Linked DNA regions of Astyanax mexicanus: region 1 is linked to region 2. Evidence: chromatin contacts called from public Hi-C data. All regions are on one chromosome and are shown on one strand. Each heading gives the region's core, a stretch centred on a gene start, on an enhancer-like site or on the middle of the called end of the contact. The rest is flanking DNA. Distances are from core to core; before and after follow the strand shown. Region 1 has its middle 130 kb from the start of paqr5b. Region 2 holds the start of tle3b (TLE family member 3, transcriptional corepressor b).

Region 1 (5,789 bases), core at 468-2,967, 180 kb before region 2:
TCCCTCCTGCCTGTCTAAGGCACTGCTCACTAATTACAACAAAACCGCAACTTCCAGTGTATTGCTGTTCCCAGCAGCATGTGTGTGTGTGCCGAATGTGTGTGTGTGTGTGTGTGTGTGTGTGTGGTTTTATTAGAGTGTTAAAGTAAGTTTGGTTGTATGTACTGTATATACAGCCATCAAACTAAGCTGAACTGCTTGAATTTTTGCACCAGGAGTAAAGGCATAAAGTTATCCAAAAGCAGTGTGTAAGACTGGTGGAGGAGAACATGTATATAAAATTTTATGAATATGAACTTGTTTTCTTTGCATTATTCAAGGTCTGAAAGCTCTACATCTTTTTTTTTTTATTTCAGCCATTTCTCATTTTCTGCAAATAAATCTTTATGGACTTTAAACCATGCATCTAAGGCTGTCACGATATACCATTGATATAATGACAATATAACAGCAATGTATCTGCATTTTAAACAAGTAATTGATCTATTACTTAATTATTTAGAATATTCAGACATTTAAATTGGAATATTATTTTTTTTAATAACATGAATTAAAAAAATCATCAATTTTAAAAGATACGTTACGCAATCAGTAATATAAGACCTCAATAAATATAGTTTAAGACCCAAAACTGTAGTTTTTAGTTCTTTCCTTGGTAATTTTAACTAACTTGCAGCTAGTTGCCGTTACTATCTTATCTAGCTCGGCGCTAATGTTAGCTAGCTTTCTGTTATACTTAGTTCTCTCCCTGGTAACGTTAACTAACTTGCCGCTAACGTTAGTATGTTAACTAGCTCGCTGCTAATGTTAGCTAGCTTTCTGTTAAACTTAACTAACTTGCCGCTAACGTTAGTATCTTAGCTAGCTTGCTGCTAATGTTAGCTAGCTTTCTGTTAAACTTAGTTATCTCCCTGGTAACGTTAACTAGCTAGCCGCTAATGTTAGCTAGCCCTCTGCTGACCTTAGTTCTCTCCTGGATTAGATGTTTACAGGGTGTCACTGTGCCTTCCGGTCGCATCAACCGCTGAAAATGTAGTACCTACAGCAAAATTACAGTAAATTTAAAACAGTTTAAGACCTTAATCATGCAGATTTTATTTGAAGACGTTTTAAGGCTTTTTAAGGACCCGCGGGAACCCTGAGGTCATTTTTTTACTTGCTGTACAATATAAAATATAAAAAACATATTCTGATTACTAAATAATTTTATTCGGATTACTTAGTGTTAATCTGTGTGTATATATATATATATTTATATGTGTGTTTGTTTGTTGGTTTATGTGCCTTATGAGGACCTTTCACGTGATTGCGTACTGCGCTAGTGGGACATTTATTTCTATGGGGTCTGAATCCTGAGTGGCCTTCTGCAATTTTGCAATGGGATGCATTATTCCATCAGCACAGTGTGTGTGTGTGTGTGTGTGTGTGTGGTCTCACAGGGCCGTCTTATAATTCTGTCCCTGTGCAATATGACAGGATACATTATGCAGTAAACACATTAGTGTGTGTGTGTGTGTGTGTGTGTGTGTCTCATATGACTGATTGAAGCTGCAGTGCTGCTCTATGTGGGGTGATGAAGCTGCTGAAATAAAAGTCTGTCAGAATGAATGTGTTGACATTGCTTTAATTCAGGCTGACACTTGACCCCGGTCCCCACAGCCCCCCTCGCCTCCCCGCCGGGCCCCGCCCGCTCTGGCCCGACCCAGCCGGGGGGATTGGGTGTCAGGTCTGATAAGTGATCTCAAAATACACCACAGCTAGATGGCAGCGGCGGCGGTGGGGAGGGCAGTGGGGCTTAAGTCCCAAACACTTTTAAACGTGTCAAAATCACAGCCCGACATTCTTACACTTCCAAAAGCTCCGTCTCCTTTACTCGCCAGACCCAGACGCTCAGGAGATGCTCTGTTTAAGTACAGCTCTGTAAGCACAGCCCCTGTTTAATGACCCGACTGAGCCATTAGCCTCACTAAACACCCGCCTGCTACCCGCTGGCATAAAAATAGCTCTTTATTTTCACACGCGTGTGAGGTGGAGATGTGTAGATTATCAGATGCTAAACCTGTCCAGTGTGCATCATTAGAAGATTCCTAATGCGAGTGCATGCTGTTTCTCTATTACTTTATACGTACAGTTCCAGTCAAAAGTATTTTTACGATAAAAATACTTCATGTTAAAGTCTTTGCATAACAGAGCTGATATAAAAGTATATGATTTGGTAATAACTATGTAATGATCATAACCAACAGAATTGTCAGACAAGCAGTTCTTGCAGGATCCATATATACTATATAATATTTTCTCTATTACTTTATACGTATAGTTCCAGTCAAAAGTTTGGACACACGTTTTTCAATCTCATTCAATGTGTTTGCTTTCTTTTAATTTTTAGGTTAAAAATACTTCATGTCAAAGTCTTTGCATAACAGAGATGATATAAAAGTATATGATTTTGTAATAACTATGTAATGATCATAACCAAGTAGTTCTTACAGTATCCGTAAACATTATATTATATTATATTACTGATGTCTTTTATATTTTTTTACTTTTTGACAAAATGTACATTTTACAGTTGTTCTTTACATTGTATTGAGAAACCATTATGAAAGAACAAATAGAATTGCTTCAAAATGAATTGGAATAAAGTATTTCCTCACTGTCCAATGAAAAACAAAAATTGGAATTTTTGTTATTTTTTTATTTTTACTAGATAATTTGAATGCACAAACCTTACAAGTCCCTTATACTGTTACAAAATTGTCTAATTAATGGAACAACAGAAATTCTTAAAAAAAGACCTGAAATAAACTCTTTTTAAATTGACTTCTATTTAAAGTTTAAAAAGTTTTATCCCTCTCCTGAAAATTTGATGTTTTGAAGATTTTTTTTCATTGAACAGCAACAATTTACACAAAAGGTAATGATTCACTAAAAGGAAAATCTGAAAAGTTGTGTCTGGATCCTAAACCAAAGAAAATAAAAAAAAGCAATGGCTTATAAACCTCTTTACATTTTAATCATGAATTTACTTCAGCAATGCTAATATATAATAAAAAGAGTTTACAGTAGCTTTGCAGTGCCACACATGTCACATGTAAGGAAAATTTACGTAGAAAAGTGCAGCCAGTTTATTGGATATTAAACCGATGATAGCTAAGGCTACTTTAGCTAAGCTAACGTTACTTTCTTAGTCCTGTAACTACAGCTCATATCTTTTCTCATATTTAATGACTCTGCCGAGGCATCAGTCTCGCTAAACACCCGCTCGCTCCCCGCCGGTACAAAAATAGCTCTTTATTTTCACACGCGTGTGAGGGGGAGATGTGTAGATTATCAGACGCTAAACCTGTCCAGTGTGCATCGTTAGAAGATTCCTAATGTGTCCGTGCCAGCGTGGGAGACGGAACGGCACGTCCCTGGATGATACAGTGATTCTGTGCTTATTGCCCAAGAGACAGAAGAACATGTTCTCCAGAGCTTCACCCAGAGACGAGAGCTGCTGTCAGACACGAGGAAAAAAGAGATCAGACGAAAGGAAACTAAAGGGAAAAATGGGCTTTGAATATATTGTATATGAATAATATATTACGACAGTGTTTATCTTCTGCTTAAGGGTCCAATTTTATACTCTGTTCACATATTTTATTTATATTATTCACATGCATAGTACTGTATAGTAAAACTAAATAGAAAAATAGATGTTTTTGCTAACTATGCTCAAAAGGTGAAAATTACAGGACAGTTCGTGAATGCCTAAGTTGTGAGGTGTTATCTTGTGGGAATTATCTTTCAATGTAAGCAAATACTGGCCAGAAGCTTTCTTCTATGCTTGTCTTTGGAGTCTTCTGGTACTGTATAATTATAGTATATAGACCAAACAGCAATATACATTAACGATAATATATAAATCTATATGCTATTCATATGCTTCATATGTACAGTTCATTGACACTTGACATTGACATTTTTGCCATGTTTAGATTTTTAGTGCAATAACCTACTTTTCTTATCTTATCTTATTTCATCTTTCATCAGCCATTGTGTTAAATTTCAGGATAAATGGACCAATAAAAAATTGAGATTTAAAATGAATCTATTAAAATGAGTTTTACTAAAAGTAGGGATGCACCAAAGTCAAATTTTGATGAAGTTTGTAATCAGACAAAACGAAAAAAATAAAATAAAATAAAATAAAAAGTTAGAACGCCGCAAAGCAAATAGTGAATAAATAAAATAGATGCAAGTACAATTTTAAATTATTTATTGATTTTTTTTTTTTATTATTGCAAAAATCCCAGCTGAAAAAAACACAATATGGTCGAAAACACGAAATAGTCACTGTTTTGCATAAATTACATAGAAAGTGCTTTTTTTTTTTTTTTTTTTACATTTTTAGTCTAATATTTTTGGTTGCCATATATTTGTTGCATTTCTAATTGAAAATCAAGATTTTTCTTTCTTTCTCCTCTAAATTTCCATTTTGAAAATACACTGATGTACCAGTGCATGACAGTAGTGATATACAGTATATGTACTGTATATATTTTATATTGTTATATAACTTGTGGCTGCACTGTTCTGTCAGATCAGGGGAAAGCGAACGGTAGGAGGCCTGACTGAGAAGAGCATTAAGAGACGAGAGGGAACAGAAACAGGAAGGTGATAACAGGACCTGCTGACAGCAAGGAGCTGCTTTCCACCCTAATCCAAATTTCAGCACCCCCATATCCCCCATCCCATCCTGTCCCGCACCTCTCTAACACCTTACCTCGTACCCCATCTATCTGAAAGACCTCTCCTGCTGCTTCTAAATACCTGCTGAAGATCCTGCATGATGCAGGATGTGCTTACATTGGTGGTACATGTGTTATATAGGGTCTGTTTACAGCTGAAATTAACATGTGGGTTTTAATGAGTTTTGTACCTGGATATACTTTGCCGGAATTTTAGATTTTATTTGTCATTAAAATGCACCCCAGCTCTACCCTTTCCTACTGCAGTTGCACCAAATTATGATAACAGTGCAGTAGCAGTTATGATGGAACTGGCTCTCATCAGGACCGCCCCCAAAAAGGTAATCATAACTTCTTTTTCTCCACAAACCATCACTGATCATCAGTAAATTTAGCATTTTATTTAGAAATAAAGGGAGCAGAGTCTGGAGGAAGAGTGGAGACACACAGTCCAAACTGCTCGAGGTCTAGTGTGAAGTTTCCACCAATCAGTGATGGTTGGGAGAGACATGTCTGTCATCTGCTGGTGTTGATCCACTGTGTTCTATCAAGTTTTCCCGGAAAATCTTACAGCACTTCATGCTTTCCTCTGCTACTGACAACTTTTATGGAGATACGGATTTCATTTTCCAGCAGGACTTGGCACACTTATTTAATATTCTAATTTCCTGAGACACTGATGTTTGGGTTTTCATTGTCTGCAAGCCATAATCATCAACAATAAAAGAAAAAAAAAAAGCTTTTATAATATACGAGATTCACATTTTGAACTGTATAACTGAAATAAAGTAACTTTTCAATGATATTCTAATTTTTCAAGATGCACCTGTAGGTCTACAAAGTTATCCTATATAACAATGGACAATAGGTGTAGAAACAAGTTGGTGGTCATAATGTTATGCTCATACCCATTGGAACCAGCAGGGCTCACCCTCGTCCTAAACCATTTGTTCGGATGAAACCCTAATAGCGGTTTGCACGGCTCTGCTGACGTTGCACGCGAGGCCTAGCCTAACTTTATCTCTGTCCTGGGGGATCCAAATGTGAGCACTCAGC
Region 2 (5,650 bases), core at 2,859-5,358:
GGGGTATACAAATTTCCCCTTCTGCGCTCAGTTTCTCTCTATCCCCCTGTCCTTTTTTTAATTCTTTTCTTTTTAGCTAACTAACTAGCTACTGTTCTGATTAACCCACCATATTCATGTGGTGTAAGTCTTTCTAGGCTCCTTTGTGTGGTTTGAGGTGGTTTATATGGGTTTGTTTTGAGACCATTTTATTACAGATTTTATTTCCGTTTCCGTTTAAGTTTAGACGTGATAAAACCACAACTGAGTGAAAACAAGCTAAATAAGCTATGTTGACTGGTGTTTAGCTCAGTGTTTGCACAGACAAGGTTGTTAGCTAGTAAGCTAATAGAGCAGGAGTAGTAACCTATGCACGTGTGAAGGGGGGAATAAAAATTTCCCTCCTGCACTTAGTTTCTATCTTTATCCCCCTCTTCTTTCTTTCATTCTTTTTTTTTAGCTAACTTGCTAGCTAGCTAGCTAGTTTGTCTGACTAACCCACCATACGCATGTGGTGTAAGTCTGTCTAGCCTCCTTTGTGTGGTTTGAGATATACTGTTTTTTTTTTATACTGGTTTGTTTTGAGACATTTTAACCATTTTATCACATAACTTGGGTTTCCACTTACGTTTAGACTTAATAAAACCACAACTGAATAAAAATAAGCAAAATAAGCCATTTTGACAGGTGTTTAACTCAGTGTTTACACTGACAAGGCAATTAGCTAGCAAGCTAAGAGAGAAGGAGGAATATAACCTATGCATGTGTGAAAGGGCAGGGGTATAAAAAAGTAAGAGAGGTAAGCTAATTAGCACTAATTAAGCTATAATATTTTAGTTTTTCAGGTTTTAGCCACATACAAAGCCTCATAACACTATAGTTTGTATTTTGTTTAGTATTTATGCATATTTCACTATTTAAACATCATTGAAAAAGCTTGTATACAACAAACTCTAAACTAAAACTAAAATGTATTGGTTCCATTACATCTTTTAATGTTGATGATGGAAAAAAAAACAAGCTTTAAACTAGTTTATTTAACATTTCCTCAAAACCATGAGGTAGTGTTGAAATTCTGACATTGAAGCAAGATGCTTTTAAAATGTATATTTAAATTGGTCAGGATGAGGCTTTGTATCCTACAAATACTAATATTAATATTTGAATAATTATTAGCACTAAAGAAAACAATACAATACAAACTAGATACTAGAACGTAAGTAAAGTTTAGTACAAACAATGCATAGAAAACTATAACATCGAATGCAAAATTAAACTTTGATGCAACTTCATTTTCCTATCATGGTAACAAGCTAACAAGCTAAACAGCTAAGTGTGAGCACGAGGAGTGTTTGTATGTTTGTGTGGAGAAGGGGGATATATAAATGAACAGGGGTAGGCACTAATTTGCACTAATCAGGCTATAATATTTCAGTTTTTAAGCTTTTAGGCTTTTAGCTGCACACAATTTTAGCATGTTGCATTATAGCTAGCTACAGCAATTACATACATCACAAAACACATTATTTATGCCTTTGAGCAAATATGCAATGATTCGGATTTTTAATGCCGTGTTCACACTCAAGCCGGATTTACTCACCGGATGCCGGCCCTGTGGATACATCCTGCCCGCACGGATCCACGCAGATGTGGCGTCTTGCTGCAGGATAAATCCGAGCAGGTAAGGAAGAAGCAGTAATGTCCCGCCACCCCTCCCTGCCCTGCACTCCACGAAAGGAGAACAGTAAAAGAAAACAGAAAAAATAGATTTAAAAATAAAATAAAGAAAGAAATTCTAAAAGAAAATTTCTAACTGGATATTATTATTATTTTCTTTATTTATTTATTATTGGCTAACCATGCATACATACAGACATAGCATATATAAAATAGAATGTATATTATGTTCTGATAAAATATTTCTTAGAACTACCCAACTGGCACACAACCAACCTTAAATGTGGTTGAAACATAATGAATCAACATAATGTCCTTAACCTTCTGCCTTTCGAATTAGCATTTTACATTTAATCACTATACAACCAAATTTGGCAACAACTGGGGGGAATGTTCCTGTTCTATGTTGTACTGTTTTAGTGGTTTTTGAGATCAGAGGTTGAATCAGATTGGTAGTGGTGGGTAACTTTATTTATAGTCAGATTTACTGCAGTGATGTAAGTTTATTGTTAACACTCTGTTAGCCATGTGATTTGTTGTTAGTTTTAGTGGTTTATTATTATGGTTTATTAATGATTGAACATATAACGATTCCCTTTTCGAAATTAACACCAAACCAAACGTTGATTCAACCATAACATCAACGTTGAAATGCCAGCTGGGGTAGCTACCCTATTACCTACCCAGCTGGCATTTCAACATTGAAAACGTTAAAACGTTGATTTTTGAAAAGTAAATCAACATTGATATGGCAACGTTGTTTCAACGTCATACGTTCAACCTTTAATAAACCATAGCTCACTGAAACGAGAAAAGCCTATGGTTAACAGATTGCAACAATAAACTTACATCACTGTAGTAAATCTGAGTAAAAAGAAAGTTACCGACCACTACAGTGAAGAATTGGTGTTAAATTAAGAAGCAGTTACTGCAAATAGAAGTAAAATCACTTTTTCATTTCTCTATTCAATCGTTTTGAGAAATTATATGGCGATTAAATGTAAAATGCTGATTCAAAAGGCAGAAGGTTGTGGACATTATGTTGATTCAACGTTAACATTTCAACCTTTGCACAACTATTTAACATTAAATGTTGATTCAACGTTGTTTCAACGTTGAAATAACAACAACAGACATTATTAATCACATTTCAAACCACATTTCAAGCTCTCTAAATATTTAGCTATATAAACGTGTAAAAGAAGTGAAAGCGAGAGAAACCCAATCTGAAAAGACAACAATAACAGCATCAAAGCAGCACCAGCACGAGCTTTGATGGGCTTCCCTTCTTCGCCTTCTCACAATAACAAGATTTCCTGCTCAGGGCGACTCGTGTTTGCGTTAATCCCGAAAAGATAGATTCCCACGATGTAGATCCGTGTGCTTATTTATACGGTCTACAGCCAATAACATACAATAGCATTTTAAAACACAGACAAATGCGCACACAAGTTAATCTAAATGCATAAAAAAACACTAATATATAAAATGTTTAACACCAACAAATTAGGCATTATAAAATAATAGTATAATTGGGAGAACAATGCAGAACAATAGCCGCTAAATGCTTTGAGAGCAGTAACGCAAGGTAACAAGACCTAGTTTACAAGACAGTAGTAGGTCAAGCAAAGCAAAAGGCGGTGAAAAACACCACCACAACCACGCACGGTAAAACAGAGGACTACAGGACTACAGCACATATTACAACCTACAAAAAGCTAACCAACGTTAAATCAGCAGCCTTGCCGTGTAACAGATAACGCAAGATAACGAGCAGATCGTTCCAATAATCAATAGCACAAGCTACCTTTTGTCCTTCCTCGACAAGAAAAGGAAAAAATAAAAAATGTAAAAAAAAATCCACTTAGAATGTAGAAGCAAAAATCCCGGAGAATTCCCAGATAGAGAGATAAATATATAAATAGTTCCAGCAGAGCGGATACTGAAAGGATTGAAAAGCAAAAGGACTTTGTATCGTCAACGTCGTCCGTCCAACTCGTTTGTCCGTCCGTCCGTTCGTTCGTTCGCCCGTTCGTCCTTAGGTCCTTACGATCAGTAGCTCACTCTCAGTTCAGAGCAAAGCAAAACAAAAGAGAAAAGAATATATAAAAAAACACATAAGCCCAGTCCCCCACGATTTTTGTTTTCTTTTTTTTTTAGGCTGGATTTTTCTCCACTTATTGCTCCTTTTTCTCTCGAAGACCCCCAAGCACAAAAGCAGCAAGAAACCTCGCCTCTCCGCCTCAAAAGTGGTCGTTTTTCTTCGTATTAATCACAATTAATACGGAAATTTTCGTCCAGCCCCCTCCCGCCGTCGCGCAAAAGTGAGAGCCGACGCTCCAAATCCGAAATGCGGTCAAAAAAATCAACACAAAGCTCAAAAAAGTATCAATCTCCCGCAACAGCGTTCGCCCAGTTCCTCCACCGCTCGTCCTATACCACACACAGACTGCCCACTGACACGAGGATACAACTGCCGCGAGAGAGCGACCCCAGACAGCCAATCAGATTCCAAGAAGGAGTTTATCTGCATCAGCCAATCACAAGACGGTGCGCCCACGTGGGGCTCGCCCTCCGATTGGCCCGCGCGCGTCTGACCTCATGCTCGCCATATTGGATCCGAACATGTTTTTTTTTTCTTGCCAGACAAACAGCTTTACATGAGCGACGATTGTTCGAAGTCTAACCACCAAAGTCTAACTAACCAAAGCTCGGGAGCGCGCGGCGTGTCTTAAGACATTAATTCGGATTGAGAAATTCACATTTTTTTGCCGGGTTAGGGGTTCAAAACGTGTTGGCCAGGTTGGTTTAATGCGATTCCCGGTGCTAATCGAGCTCTTTTTGAATGGATTAGATGGATCAGGTGAAATGGTAGTGGATTGTTCGTGGTCCACCTTAAGTGGTGTAGCAGCAGTTCAGAATTCAAACATCTGTTTCTGTGTGATTTAAGGTGGAATGATATGATACAATTAACTATAAGACCTTATAAGATATAAATAAGAATAATAAAAAAATGCTGTAATGGGACTTAAAAAAAAGTCAAATGAAATAACATTATCAGCTTCATGAGAGTTTTTAAAAGGTTCAGATTTAGTGTTCTGGGTGTGTACATACATAAGCATGTATGATACTAATAATGCAATAAAATAATAAAACAATACAAACGTGATAAAAAATGGGGTGAGGGATGTGTTTTGGCCTATACATTGCGGTAGGTAGGTCCGTTTAATAATATGATCCTTGGTTCTAATCGAGCTCTTCTAAATGGATTAGATGGATCAAGTGAATTGGATTTACTAGAGTTAGGATCTTATTATTAGATCTTATTATGCTGATTTTAGCTTCATGAGTGTTTAAAAGATTAAAAGTGAGTATGTTTTGTGTGTACATGAGGATTAATAGTCCTAAAATGATGAATGCATGGATAGATAAATAGGGGATCACAATAAAGTGTAAAACACGCAAACATTCTGCATCTTAATACGAGCTAAAAAGGTTGGGTGTTATCTAAAATATATACATCCAAGATCCAAGAAAGATGCCTGATTAACCCCAAAGGAACGGATGCATATCACACATTACAGCACTACAAAAGTAATAAAAATGGAAAACTACATAAATATAGCTTAATAGGCACAAATACAGCCAGAGGCGCATTACAGTAGCATAAAAAACAAAGTGTAATACAGATATATGTATGTATATATATATAAAACACAGAATAATAAAACAGACAAAGTGTGCAACAAATCGGTTTATTTCACACATATCAAGGTAAACAGATCCATACACTAAACAGCTCTGCGGCTGTTCGCGCCGTACAGCCTAAATGAACAGGAAAAGGGGGGGAAAAATCTGTGAAATCAACCCCCATTACTTGATTCATGCTGTCAGCTCAACGACAACCGGAGCCCAACATGATGTCTGCGCCCGAGAAAAACGACAACAGCCGACCAATCACGAGGAGCTGCTGAGCTCCGGCCCCACGTGGGGC

The links. Hi-C and Micro-C count contacts between places; a contact is called where the count stands out from the background.
Region 1: a Hi-C map of muscle shows a contact between it and region 2, with 6 times the contacts expected there. The contact joins the enhancer-like site here to the promoter of tle3b in region 2. A contact is called at or near these places in 2 of 3 Hi-C or Micro-C datasets (both in muscle).

What each region holds. Positions count from the first base shown.
Region 1 is chr23:5,920,364-5,926,152 of AstMex3_surface, reverse strand. No RefSeq gene overlaps it. Among protein-coding and RNA genes, the nearest start is that of paqr5b, 130 kb to the left of the region's middle. Within about 2 kb of position 1,717, the one cell type or tissue checked has an H3K27ac peak away from gene starts, as active enhancers do.
Region 2 is chr23:5,741,557-5,747,206 of AstMex3_surface, reverse strand. tle3b (TLE family member 3, transcriptional corepressor b) reads right to left here and starts at 4,108. Exons shown (of 21, transcript XM_049470967.1): 1 at 3,464-4,108; 2 at 1,580-1,700. The coding sequence starts at 1,603.